3 separate regions of the Zea mays genome follow, and all the other regions are linked to region 2. A link is a contact called in public Hi-C data. All regions are on one chromosome and are shown on one strand. The core of a region is the stretch at or near the end of the contact, and the rest is flanking DNA. Distances in the headings are between cores, read along the strand shown.

Evidence for each region. A called contact is a pair of places that touch in the nucleus more often than the background predicts.
Region 1: a contact with region 2 is called in a Hi-C map of leaf, with 2.3 times the contacts expected there. The contact joins the promoter of LOC100283598 here to the promoter of LOC103630423 in region 2. A contact is called at or near these places in 6 of 25 Hi-C or Micro-C datasets (bundle sheath, leaf and tassel).
Region 3: a Hi-C map of ear shows a contact between it and region 2, with 2.3 times the contacts expected there. The contact joins the promoter of LOC100384836 here to the promoter of LOC103630423 in region 2. A contact is called at or near these places in 4 of 25 Hi-C or Micro-C datasets (bundle sheath, ear and leaf).

What each region holds. Positions count from the first base shown.
Region 1 is chr6:161,432,188-161,436,155 of Zm-B73-REFERENCE-NAM-5.0, reverse strand. LOC100283598 reads left to right here and starts at 1,409. Exons shown (of 5, transcript NM_001371952.1): 1 at 1,409-1,600; 2 at 1,970-2,155; 3 at 2,251-2,544; 4 at 3,735-3,968. The coding sequence starts at 1,556.
Region 2 is chr6:161,656,631-161,660,541 of Zm-B73-REFERENCE-NAM-5.0, reverse strand. LOC103630423 (embryogenesis-associated protein EMB8) reads right to left here and starts at 1,279. Exons shown (of 14, transcript XM_008651478.4): 1 at 797-1,279; 2 at 601-690. The coding sequence starts at 1,050. LOC100281745 reads right to left here. Exons shown (of 3, transcript NM_001367270.1): 3 at 2,199-2,530. The coding sequence ends at 2,427.
Region 3 is chr6:161,501,436-161,505,454 of Zm-B73-REFERENCE-NAM-5.0, reverse strand. It overlaps LOC100384836, which reads left to right and starts at 2,401. Exons shown (of 3, transcript NM_001177273.1): 1 at 2,401-2,532; 2 at 2,688-2,890; 3 at 3,002-4,019. The coding sequence starts at 2,425. The coding sequence ends at 3,842.

The DNA.
Region 1 (3,968 bases), core at 160-2,659, 220 kb after region 2:
AGCAAATCACTCGACGTCATCGAAGGGTTTGGCTACCTGTGGCTCGGTCCTTCAGGAGGTGGCGACCAGCAACGGCGCGTGCCACAACCCGCTTTCGCCGAGGTCGCGGGTATGCTAGGCCCCATCTAGGGTCTATTTCGCGACCTCCTCTCGCCAGAGTCAGAAAGCGAACTGGTTCCCATGTCAAGTGGGATTGGTCGCGACTGGACCTAGGAGTGCCTCATGGTCACCTCGGTAGGGGACCCCTCTTCTTATGGAGAACCTAGAGGAGGCCCCACTAGTGCTGCGATATACACCGTAACTTCCGCCCTGCTTCGATTCGACCTGTTATCCCAGGAACTGTCCTCGGGACAAGGCTTCACTAAGGGCGGTCGAGGTTCCATAACCAGGAGGTGGGGCTGCCACGACGTCGAACGGTGTGACTGCGACGTAGTTTTTGGCCAACACACGCCATAGCGTTTAGCGCCCGCTGCCGCCGCTTGACCTACAGTGGGGTTGGCTCACCGCGATTTCCCCGAGCAAGCTAGAACGTCGTGCCGCCACAACGCTTTTGGACAAACTCCTCGAGGCGAAAACTCCAAGCGAACAAAGGACCCACCAAGGAATTTGGGGCTTCCTCAAACTCGCAGTTTGGCAGCAGCCAGCAGGTCGAATCTTCTACATCACAACATTAGGAACTTAGGGTTGACCGATGCACCACATTCATGCCATCGAGGAACGACGCCATGCTGGGGCAGCCGCCCGGATCCGAGAAAGGCACGGAACGAACCTCGCTCTGTCGGCGCCTAGGGCTTGGTAGAAGAGCGCGTAGCACGCCCAATCCAGAAAAAAGAAAGAGAATACAGAGGGGGCTAGACATAGAACAACTGGTGTCGCAGAGGCCCCTTCAATCCTGATGAGGACCTAAGCCTAAGCCCCCGCCCCGATACCTCGGGCTTTTAGCCACCGCATCCTTCAGGCACCCGTTATGTTTGGGCTAAGCTTATTTAAATTTTAATTTTATGAAAATAGCTAGCTCATTAATAGTACGAGTATGACATAACAAATTACCGTTGTAACGTATGAAGATATTTGCTAATTATTGTCAAAATATAATCTTCTAAGATTGACGATATGAGCGTTTCCTTGCTAAAAGAAGGGTAACTGTTTACATACATGCGCATTTGTTTATTTCCCTAAAAGACAAGGTGTCATGTGCAATAACACTGAAACTGAGTCCCCCTCTTGTCCGGCCGCCGCTGCCAGCTTGTATCTCGTAATATCTTACTCATTTTTTCCGTTAAAAAAGAAAAGCTTTTCATTTTACACCTCACCTCCCCGTCCCACCACGTACAAAGGCGACGCGAGCAGCGTTTGCTTCCCTTTCCCTGCTGTGCTCGGCCTCGCCGCTTCCTCTGCCCTGGCTCAACGATTCCTCCGCTTTTCCTTTTTCAAAATCGCCCTTTCCTCGTGCGCGTGTCGACTCCTTCCTGCTCGCCGCCGGGTCTGGGCTGGGTGACGCTGCCTCGGATGAGGCCGCGCTGACCGGAGCCGTAGCCGGACCACCCGCCCACCCATGGCGCGCCCGCAGCGCGTGTATGAGGCTTGGAAAGGGAACAATGTAAAGATCCTGCCCTCTCTTTCCCCTGCCCCCCTCGCTTCATCTTATTAGTTCTTGAACCGGGAATCTGGGTTGCACTGTTCGGTTCTTTCGTGGGGAATTCCGCTTCCGCTTCTTGCTGTACGGGGTCGTTTTGGTAGAGTTGGTTCGCGTCTGGTCTGTACTTATTATGCCAGCGTGCTGTTTAATACTTTATCGTTCTCGGCGATTCCAGGCACGAACATGAACAGTAGATTGCGTGGGATGCGTGGCTCATGTTATCTTGTTTGCTGTCCTGTGAACCTGTGTGTGTGTGTGTGTGTGTGTGTGTGTGGAACTGTCAATGTGCGGCCCTACTGCATTCTGACGTAGTTCGTTCGCTGTCTGCAGAAATTCTTCTTTGGTGGGAGGCTCATATTCGGACCTGACGCCAAGTCACTGATCCTGTCTGTTTCGCTCATTGTGGCCCCGGTATTGGTCTTCTGCGGATTCGTTGCTCGGCATCTTCGCCACCACTTCCCGGCTTACAATGCTGGATATGCGATTCCTGCGGTAGCTGTAGTGTTTATGATTTATGTGAGTTCTGTGTGCTGATTCCTGCTGGTATCGATCAGTTAGCATTCGCGATATGCTCTTGGCTGAGCACGGATCATTGTTTTCCTTCTGTGTAGGTGCTAGTCCTGCTCTTGATTACATCAGCGCAGGATCCTGGGATCGTTCCCCGCGCAGCCCACCCGCCGGAGGATGAGTTTTCTTATGGCAACGCTTTGTCTGGGGGCACGCCTGGGAGGCTACAATTCCCCCGTGTAAAGGAAGTACTGGTTAATGGGATGCCTGTGAAAGTGAAGTATTGTGACACCTGCATGATTTATCGGCCTCCTCGATGCTCACACTGTTCGATATGCAACAATTGTGTAGAGCGCTTTGACCATCATTGCCCCTGGGTTGGACAATGCATTGGGCAGGTAGATAGTCCTATTTCTCTACTGTAATCTAGCGTATTTTTTATGATTTGTTGCTGTATCAACTAGCAAACATAAATAGACCCTGAACATGTTGATTTCACATGTCTGTCAAAAAAGCATGTACTTTTCATATGAATATGTCTAGATTCCTGGAATATCTACACACAAGAGAAGTGTTACACAATATTTGTTGTTCCTCTGGTTATTGCTTATAAATGCATTCGCTTCGTTTTGCACTTTTCTTATATGGTGTGATGCTAGTCAGCCTGCTTTTAGTTAAAATATTTCGAGTACTCTAGAACACAGGCTGGAACCTTGTTCCATTATTTTTTAAAAAGTACTCTTGACGGCTCAAAAAAAGTAAGTGAATGCAAATCAAATGGTTCAATGCTGTGCAAGCATAGTATATAAGTGCCAGAGGGAGGTTGGAATAGCCTTATATGAGTTTTCTTATATGGGCTTTGTTTGGTGTTGGATTGTGTCACATACCTAGAATTTCAGGCCTTCTTAACTAAGGTTATATGCATACCAATAGTAGTGATGAAACTGTGTGATGTGGTGCTCTCTAATGTCTCCTTCTGAGTTCAGCTTTAGCATAGAAATAAGACAGGTTAAGAAAAAACAGTCATATTGTAGTAGCATTGTAATTGTAATGCACTTGCCACCATTTGACATAGTTAACACGTTCACCTACTTAGTATACCAGACATATAACTGTTGTATTTCCTTGACATAAATGTGAACCTTTGGTGGGCATGGGACATGCTTCTTTACTTAATGTTGTTTGCTAGGTGGACATGCAACATGTTTATGTACTTATTTTTGCACTCTCAACATAGGTGCATGATTATGTTTCTATTAGGTGGAGTCTGACCTTATTCCAGCCTGACCAGTTTCTCAAATATGCATAACTGGCAGTAAATCCTAGGAACTACAGTTGTATTAGTTTTCCATGATAGTTTTTATAAGTTATGCACTGGCAAAAGAACTGTTGAATTCTGTAATCCAACTAAAATCCCCTCCATTACACAAGATCAGCTACTTGAAATATTTAGTTCTAAGTGCGAGGTCCTCAGAACTTTCATGTTGAAAGAATGATTTCTTACAATCTGTAGGAATTTTTTCTTCAGTTTCTCCTTGATTGCCTTCTTTTAACCTGATCTTTACTGGCTCACTTTTACAATGTGCAGCGCAATTACCGGTACTTTTTCATGTTTGTTTCTTCCTCGACTCTTCTCTGCATTTATGTATTTGCAATGTCAGCCTTGTACATCAAGTTTCTCATGGATGAGGATTATCCAACAGTATGGAAGGCTTTCAAACACTCTCCCGCTTCTTTGGGGCTTCTGATATATTGTTTCATTGCTCTCTGGTTTGTTGGTGGACTCACTGGATTTCATTTGTACCTCATTAGCACCAACCAG
Region 2 (3,911 bases), core at 30-2,529:
AGGTATATCAAGCTGATATGTGTGGCCACAAATTGCAGAATACTGAAATGAAACAATGGGAGCCAAACATTTCCTGGACATATGAAAAACTACTTTTGCCTCCCTATATACATCATATGTTCACAATAATGAAATACCCCTTCCATTCCAAATTGTACTCCTTTAACTTTATCTTAAGTCAAACTAACTTAGCATAAACCATGAAATTACTTTCGTTAAATTCATAATGTAATATGTCTTGATATGACATTTATTTGAACTTGAAGCGTTAATAATTTTTTCTAAAAAATCGGTAGAGATTAAAGAAGTTTAACTTAATGTGAACTATAATTTGGACCAGATGGAGTACTATTTTCTTTTGGACTTTGTGCACCAGCCATAAACACATAGAATTGCATAGCCAAATTGAATGCATCAGCTAAGTTTTAGTAAAGCATCAACAGAAACATAACAATGTATAAGTAACAACCACTATGTAGTCACTTAATCACTTTACTACAGAGGAACTAAAAAGCAAGCGAGCAACAACACCATGAAGAACGCAACACGCAAATGCTTAATAATATCAATGATGACAACGATTTACTATTTCACTCCAACCTCCGATAGGTGAATGAAGGTGGTCTGCCAGATATGCTCAGGAACAGCGTCTGCAAATGAGGACTCGCTAACCACGGCGTCGTCAGGTACCTACGCAATGCAACATTGGGGGGAAAATCACAAAGCAATTTTTCTTCGGAAGAGGGAGGCAGAGCAGATGTCTCATGAGTCATGATAGCATCCCACACCCGCCGACCTGCCGTGCAGCGAGCGGCACTTGGAGGCGACCCGGTGGTACACTTGAGACTCGGGGTGGAAGGTAAGCGAGACGCGGCCGCCGCGGAGGCCGCGGAGGAGGTCGCCGAGCAAGTGGAGCTCCAGGAACCTGTACAGGAGTACGGCGGCCAGGGCTAGCGCCGCGAGGAAGTAGCGCGTCCACGGCACCAGCGCCGCCGCGCGGAGAAGCAGCTCGCCCGCCGACTCGCCGGCGCTGGAGACCGCAGCCTTCATCAGTTTCGGTTGAGGGATGCCGCGCCCGCGAGCTAGTAGTAATGGAGACCGATCGACACGGAAAGGTCGTCACTCGTCAGCGATTGAGGTCGATGTCGATCTCGCCGCTGCGCTGCGGGCGGTTAGGATTGGGAAGCGATGGGCAGGCACGTGACGTGAGCGGTTTGGTCGTTGAATGGACGAGCAGGCTGCGAGAGCGAGACTGCAGGAATGCGTGCGAGACACGTGTGACGAGACATCTTGTTAACGTTTTTTTTACCTCTCGTGAGTGCCTGAGTGGCAGGAGTCGATGGACACTGGCGCGAACCCTGTGGTTCTCCATGGAAGGTTGGACAATGGTGCGCGGACCCTGTGCTCCTTTCTAGAAAGGTTTGTAGTCAGAATCACTGCCGTGTGGATCCGACTGGCGGGTGCCAGTCTAGAAAACCAACTCAATTAGGAACTAAAACAGACGAAAAAACTTCAATCTCGTTTTCATATCCGCATTTTTATCATTGAAAATTAGATTGAATTTGGAATAGTCAGAAACGAAAAGAGGATGGGATGAACCGAATTACAAAAAACGAACGGAAATAAAATACTAACGGAAATAAAAATACTAACGAAAACTCATAATTTAATACAAATACAAATGGTATTCATGGTTTGATTGACTAATGATTAATTGGTAGGATAATAATATAAAACAAATAGATATAGAGAAACAACATTCTATTGTTGTTTGGTTGCTAATGGTGTACATATAGCTATATCCGATATTGTTTAATACTTTAGACCACTTGTCATTGAAAAAAATCGATGGTTACAATGACCACTTGTACTATAATTTGTCATCTAAAGATACGAGGCTTTAGTTTATATACTAATTCATATTAGACTCTTCTTATATTTATCAATTACGGAATAAATACATGTTCAATCCAGATAAAAGCGAGATCTCACAAAAATTGGACGAAATAAACCTTCCATCCCGTTTCCATATTTTTCCGTAAATATAGAAACAATCGGATCAAATATACAATCGGGTCAAATATAGAAAACGATACAGGTCGGTATTTTACCGGTCCGTTTTCAACCCTAAACTCAACAACATAGCAAATAAGCAACACAAAGCGGACGCAGAGAGGCAGAGTGCTCCACTCCAGATTCAAGGATCAAACACGGACCGATCAAGCACCAAACAAGATAGCATACTTGTCATTGTATTGAAAACATACGCATTGGTGCATTACAAGCTTTAGAACAGGGCTGAGCATGCGCAAAGCAGTATATAGACGATACGTCCCTTATTCTTACATAGTACTGTACTATACACATTCGTCAGACCTGTGCCATACAGCCATACTAAACACAGTCTTCTTGATTCTCATACGCCTTCACATAAGGCCCAAGGTGTGTGTCGTGCCCTGGTGAGTGCCAGACCCAGGACCATGTAGCTGGTAAGTCTGGCTCGGCACAACCTGGAGAACACCTGGTTGCTCTGCAAAACAAACCAACAAGCAATAGCAAGGTTGAGAATAAGCCTAGATACAAGAATGAATTAATGAACTCAAATAGAGATAAGAGAATGTCTCTTGAATAATGAGTGCTAGCGTGCGATGACTGATGATATATAATGTGTTGTAGAGTTTCCACAACGGGTACTGAATGATACTTAACCATATCATGTTCAACATATCAGTTAAAAATAAATATGTAAACTAACAAAACTCTGCCAATGGATAAAGAGATAAAGGTCCCGGTCCACAAGGAAAATGTTGAATTTCCTAATTTATTCTCTAGGACCTCCATCATCAACAGTCAATAATATCACAATTCACAAATACCGAGCAGCTGTAATTCACTATGCCACTACGGGATGAAGTTGTAACTTGTTACCACTCAAATGTCTGCCAAATCTGGGAAAAAGTTTAGTTATAAACTCAACACAGAACTTCTTTCTATTCATTGGAAGACAGATGTAGATCCTGTTTGGATCCGTAGGGCTAATAGTTTTTTTTTCGAACACACAGAAGAGTTGTATACCATTATATTAGGGTACGTTTGGTTGGAGAGTCAACTAGAATGGAGCGGCTTCATTCTAGTTTTTGAGAATAGAGCCGTTCTATTCTGTATTTGGCAAATAGAACAGAGTTGCTCCATTTTTTTTTGGTTGAAGAATATAATAGAGTGGCGTCATTCTATTCTTTGTTTGGTTGGAGAGCCATATGAGTGTAGAGGGAAGGAGAGGGAGAAGACCGCTCCCGTCCTAGGAGCACTCGCATCCGGTCCTTTTGGTGGAGCGGGAGCATTCCAGTTATTTATGGTAAATTTCAATATGTAGACTCCAGGACCCACTCCGCTCATCTTTTGTTGGAAACAAAACATCCATAAAATAGGAATCGAGGTCGAGTCACTCCATTCTCCTCCACTCCTCAACCAAACGCACCCTTAAGAAAGAGAAAACGAGGGGGAAGAGCCCACTCAAGAAACAAGGCTAAAACAGCACCTAAAACCCTACTCAACCTGGTCAGCCCGAGGCTTGGAGGAAGGATAATGTCAAGGACCTGGAATCCCCGACTTGCCGGACCACGGCTACGTAGCTCGTAGCCGTCGGCCGTCCTCTCCGGTTGGGGTTATGCCCCCCTAACCGCAGGCTTGTGAGGCTGGAGGTGGAAGAAGAGACAAATTCCTTATTGCTATAACCGTGCAGCATAGCTGGGTATATATGGCCGTCGGCCACCTACAAATGGAGCAAGTCTCCTTGATTTTCTCTAGCCTGATTGATTGCTTCTTTCCTATTCTTATCCCTCTTTCCTAATCTCAGCCCCTGCTATCTGTGGCTGATTTGCAGCACCTGATTTTAGCCCTCTTTCCTAATC
Region 3 (4,019 bases), core at 1,152-3,651, 160 kb after region 2:
ATAAAATACCCAATATAAACTTATCCGAAGCATGCACTTGGACTTTAGTCATCCAACTTTTTTACTATTAAACAACAATTTAATGACCATATAATGGAACATGTAATACACTATGTAGTACTATCATAGTGTTACTACTTTATCCAATTATCTTTGGTGTGTTGAATGGATGGTTAAATGATGCTAGAAATTTTTGTAATGTTATTTATATGGATATACTTACCATTTGTATAGTATAATATTTTGATAGTTGTTTAATTTTTGTGGGTACGGGTGACCCGATGGGTGACCCATACCCACATGGGTATGGGTATGGGGGTAAATTCATACCCGCCAGTGTATATGGGTGACCCGGTGGGGTTATTTTTGTGTCGTGGGTATGGGTATGGGAGTAGTAATACCCGGTGGGTATTTACCCATTGCCATCCCTACACTGCACCCGTCGCGGACGCCTAGCTAGCTAGTACTACGTACGTACGTGACGCGTCTCTGGCTGCTCCAGTGCTCAGCCAGCCATATGCTCCTCGCGTCCCGTTGCCGTCGCAGCGGGGGGGGCCTCCACGACCGGCGTGCGAGCTCCGAAAGACCGAGGATAGCCTAGCGCACTAGTCTACACGCGCTATTCTGACGACGACGACGACGCGGCACAAAGGGGGCATGCAAAGTCAAGTCAACCACCCAGAGTAGGAGTACAGAGCAAATGTGCTGGAGGAGTTTCCATGCATTATGTACTACCCTAAGGGCATGTACAGCCTAAGTTTTTTGTTTGATTTTCTAAGTAGAAGAGACGAGTAAGAAACCACATCATATAACCTTGAGCTCCTACAATATTAATGCAGTTAAAAAAAGTATTTATAAAAATTCACAAAGAGCTTGTCTCTTGTTTTCTTTTCCACTTATCCCTCTAAAGACTCCTTAAAATACCCTTAATTAAAGAAAAAAAATATGTACATCTAAGATGAAAGACCCTCTTTTGTAGCCCCTCACATCCATGACTTAAAGGCCCCAAAAAACAGATTAAAATTTGTAACTTAATCCTTTAATTATTTATTTTTCTTTAATTATATGGATCACCAGGTGATAGATGTGAGGGCCGCAAAAGTGTTTCTTTATTTTTCTTCCTTAATTGATGGGGTTGTATATGCCCTAAAGTTACTGTACTTCCAATTCCAATAGACTCCATCAATTCTGCGCTGTCCAATCAAGTTTAAAGAAACGTCTTGCGGTTGCGGCTCTGCATTCTGTCTGGTCTGGTGCACCTTGCAGTAGTTTAGGCGGCATGGATGGTTTATGCTTCGTTTCGTGCGCCCCACATGCATGCGTTGCTTATTTGCATCGTCCTCTCCTCGTAGCGGAAGTCGTCGCCTATACGAACGGCGCTGTGCCAGCTGAGCTGAGCTCAGTAGTTTGATTTTTTTTTTTTCCGCCACTACAGCCTGTCGTCGACGACGACGCCGCCCAGTGTCAACCCAACTCCCGCTAACCGTTTTGTAACCAATGGAGGTATATGTGAGGATTACAATTTTTTTATTAGGATCATCAGTTGTTACATTTTTTTTATCATGATCGGTTTTCACTTATACCTTGCATTGCACTACCGAAATCAATCGCTTTGCCGAGTGCCTGAAGCACTCGGCGACGCCTTAAAAACACTCGGCAAAGGCTTTGCCGAGTGTGACACTCGGCAAAGAAGTCTCGGTAAAGACTGCATCGGCAAAAGCTTCTTTGCCGAGTGCTTTATCTCGGGCACTCGGCAAACCTCTTTTCCGAGTGCCAGAGAGCACTCGACAAAGAAAAGCGGCCGTTACGGCGCCGGGTAACGGAGACGGCGGCTTTGCCGAGTGTCCCTGGTACACTCGGCAAAGAAGCTGTCTTTGTCGAGTGTCTTCCAGGCAGCACTCGGCAAAGCCTCGGATTCCGGTAGTGTTGCTTCACCAATAAAATCACTCCACCAGACAATCAAAGTACAAAAAAGAAAAGAAACGGGTTAAACTTCCACTTAGGTTTACCGAAGATATATACCATCTTCTGGTCTTCACTTCTGGCAGTACGGTATGTACTACTGCGCGTCCCTGCCACGAAAAAACGAAAGCTGACAAAGAAACATGCTGCAGTTGCATTGGCCTCTATATTCAAAGAGCGTCGCAGTCACTCTATACTCTATACCAACGTGCAGCTGTGAGCTTGTCTCTCGCTCGCTCTCTATACCAACGAATTGGACCCAGTCAAACCCGCACAGTTTTGCATCCCGGCACTCGAAGATTCAGTGAATCATTACTACTCCCTCCATACGCACAGCGCCCCTATAACGTACTATATATCGAGCTGTAAACCGGCAAGCGAGTCTGCCGCCTATATAAACATGGCCGGGTCGACTACGGTTTAGAGCCGCGCGCACGCCTCCAGCAGATAGAGAAGCTTGGAATGGCGATCCAAATGGACAAGACGTCCATCATCGTTTGCTCGGTGATCGGGTCTCTAGGGTTGCTGAGTGCCATCCTGGGGTTCTCGGCAGAGGGGACAAAGCTCACTGTAAGCACGGCGGATCTAACAGCTGTCTCTTGTCTTTCCTTTTTCTCTCTCGATCAGTTAGCTAATGTCATTGATACTCACCACGCTCGCGCTCGCCTGCTTAACCGATGGATCGATGAACTCCGCGCGCTCACGCTCCACGCATATATATGCAGCCATATACCATACTGGTGTACGGCGACGACTGCCTCTACCCGCAGAACCCGGCGATCGGGCTCGGGATCTGCGCCGCCATCTTCCTGGTGGTGGCTCAGATCACCTTCTCGGCGGTGGGCGGCTGCTGCGGCTGCTGCAGGTCCCGCGCCATCCCTTCGGAGACCAAAAGGATCGTCAGCATCGTCTGCGCCGTTTTCTCATGGTCAGTAGTACATATATACTATAGGTTTTGCGAACATATATAGTATTATTATTATCTATGCGAACAAAATGATGGAACCGGCACACGTACGTGCTGCGCGCGCGCGAGCAGGATAGCGGCGGTGATCGCGTTCGCGCTGTTCATACAAGGTGCGGCGTGGAACGCCAACGTGGTGCGGGTGGAACAAGCGCCCTACTGCCCCTACCTCAAGGACGGCGTCTTCGCCGGCGCGGCCGTGCTCGCCCTCGCCGCCACAGCGCTAAGCATCACCTCCTTCATCATGCAGCGGACCCAGCCAGCTGCGGCGGCGACGGCGACGGCGACGGCATCGGCTGTGGGCACACCGAACATGCCAGGAGGGCAGTCGCCGTCCCCCGAGGTAGTAATGGGCCAGCCGCTGTTTCCGTCGGGCAAGGCGCATCAGAACGATTACCCCGTAAAACCCCAGGGATACGAGCACGAGCAGCAGCCTCATCAGGTGCAGCAGGTCCCTCCTCCTACCGACTCTCACCACCCACCACAAGGCTACGCACAGTCCGCTGCGCCAAACCACCAGCTCCCTCCGCGCCCAGCCCCAGCGGCAGCAGCCGCAGCACCGGCGGCGGTCGCAGCGGCAGCCGCAGCCTCGGCACCGAGCGTGCTGCAGCCGGCGCTCGGGACGGTCGCCATGGGCCAGCCGCTGCCGCTGCAGGTCCCGCCACAGTACTGCCTTCCTGTCCCGGCACCTCAGATCGGAGGCGTGGACATTCCTGCCGCTCTCCCCTCTGCTGCTGCTCCGGCGGCAGGGAGCGGGTCCACGCTATCGACGGCTATCCGCAACGAAGTAGTGAGACAAGGGATTAGAATGGCTGCGGAGGTGGTGAAAGATTCCCTCTTTCCTGAAAACGGGGGTAGCGTTCTTTCCATGATGACGGATTCCGCTGGAGGCGACGCTGTTCAGGTTACAAACTAATTAAGTAAGGATATGACGATGCGCTTATTGCTTAATGCTCTGTGCGTTATACCTTGCCTTTAGTTTGCTGTCTGTTCTTCCTCCTGTGTATCTGTCAGTAGCTTCGGCACTGTGAAGCATGTCCTGTGTCTGTATACCTACTTGCTGTCGTTTGAATCGTCCTAAACTCGAACTTCA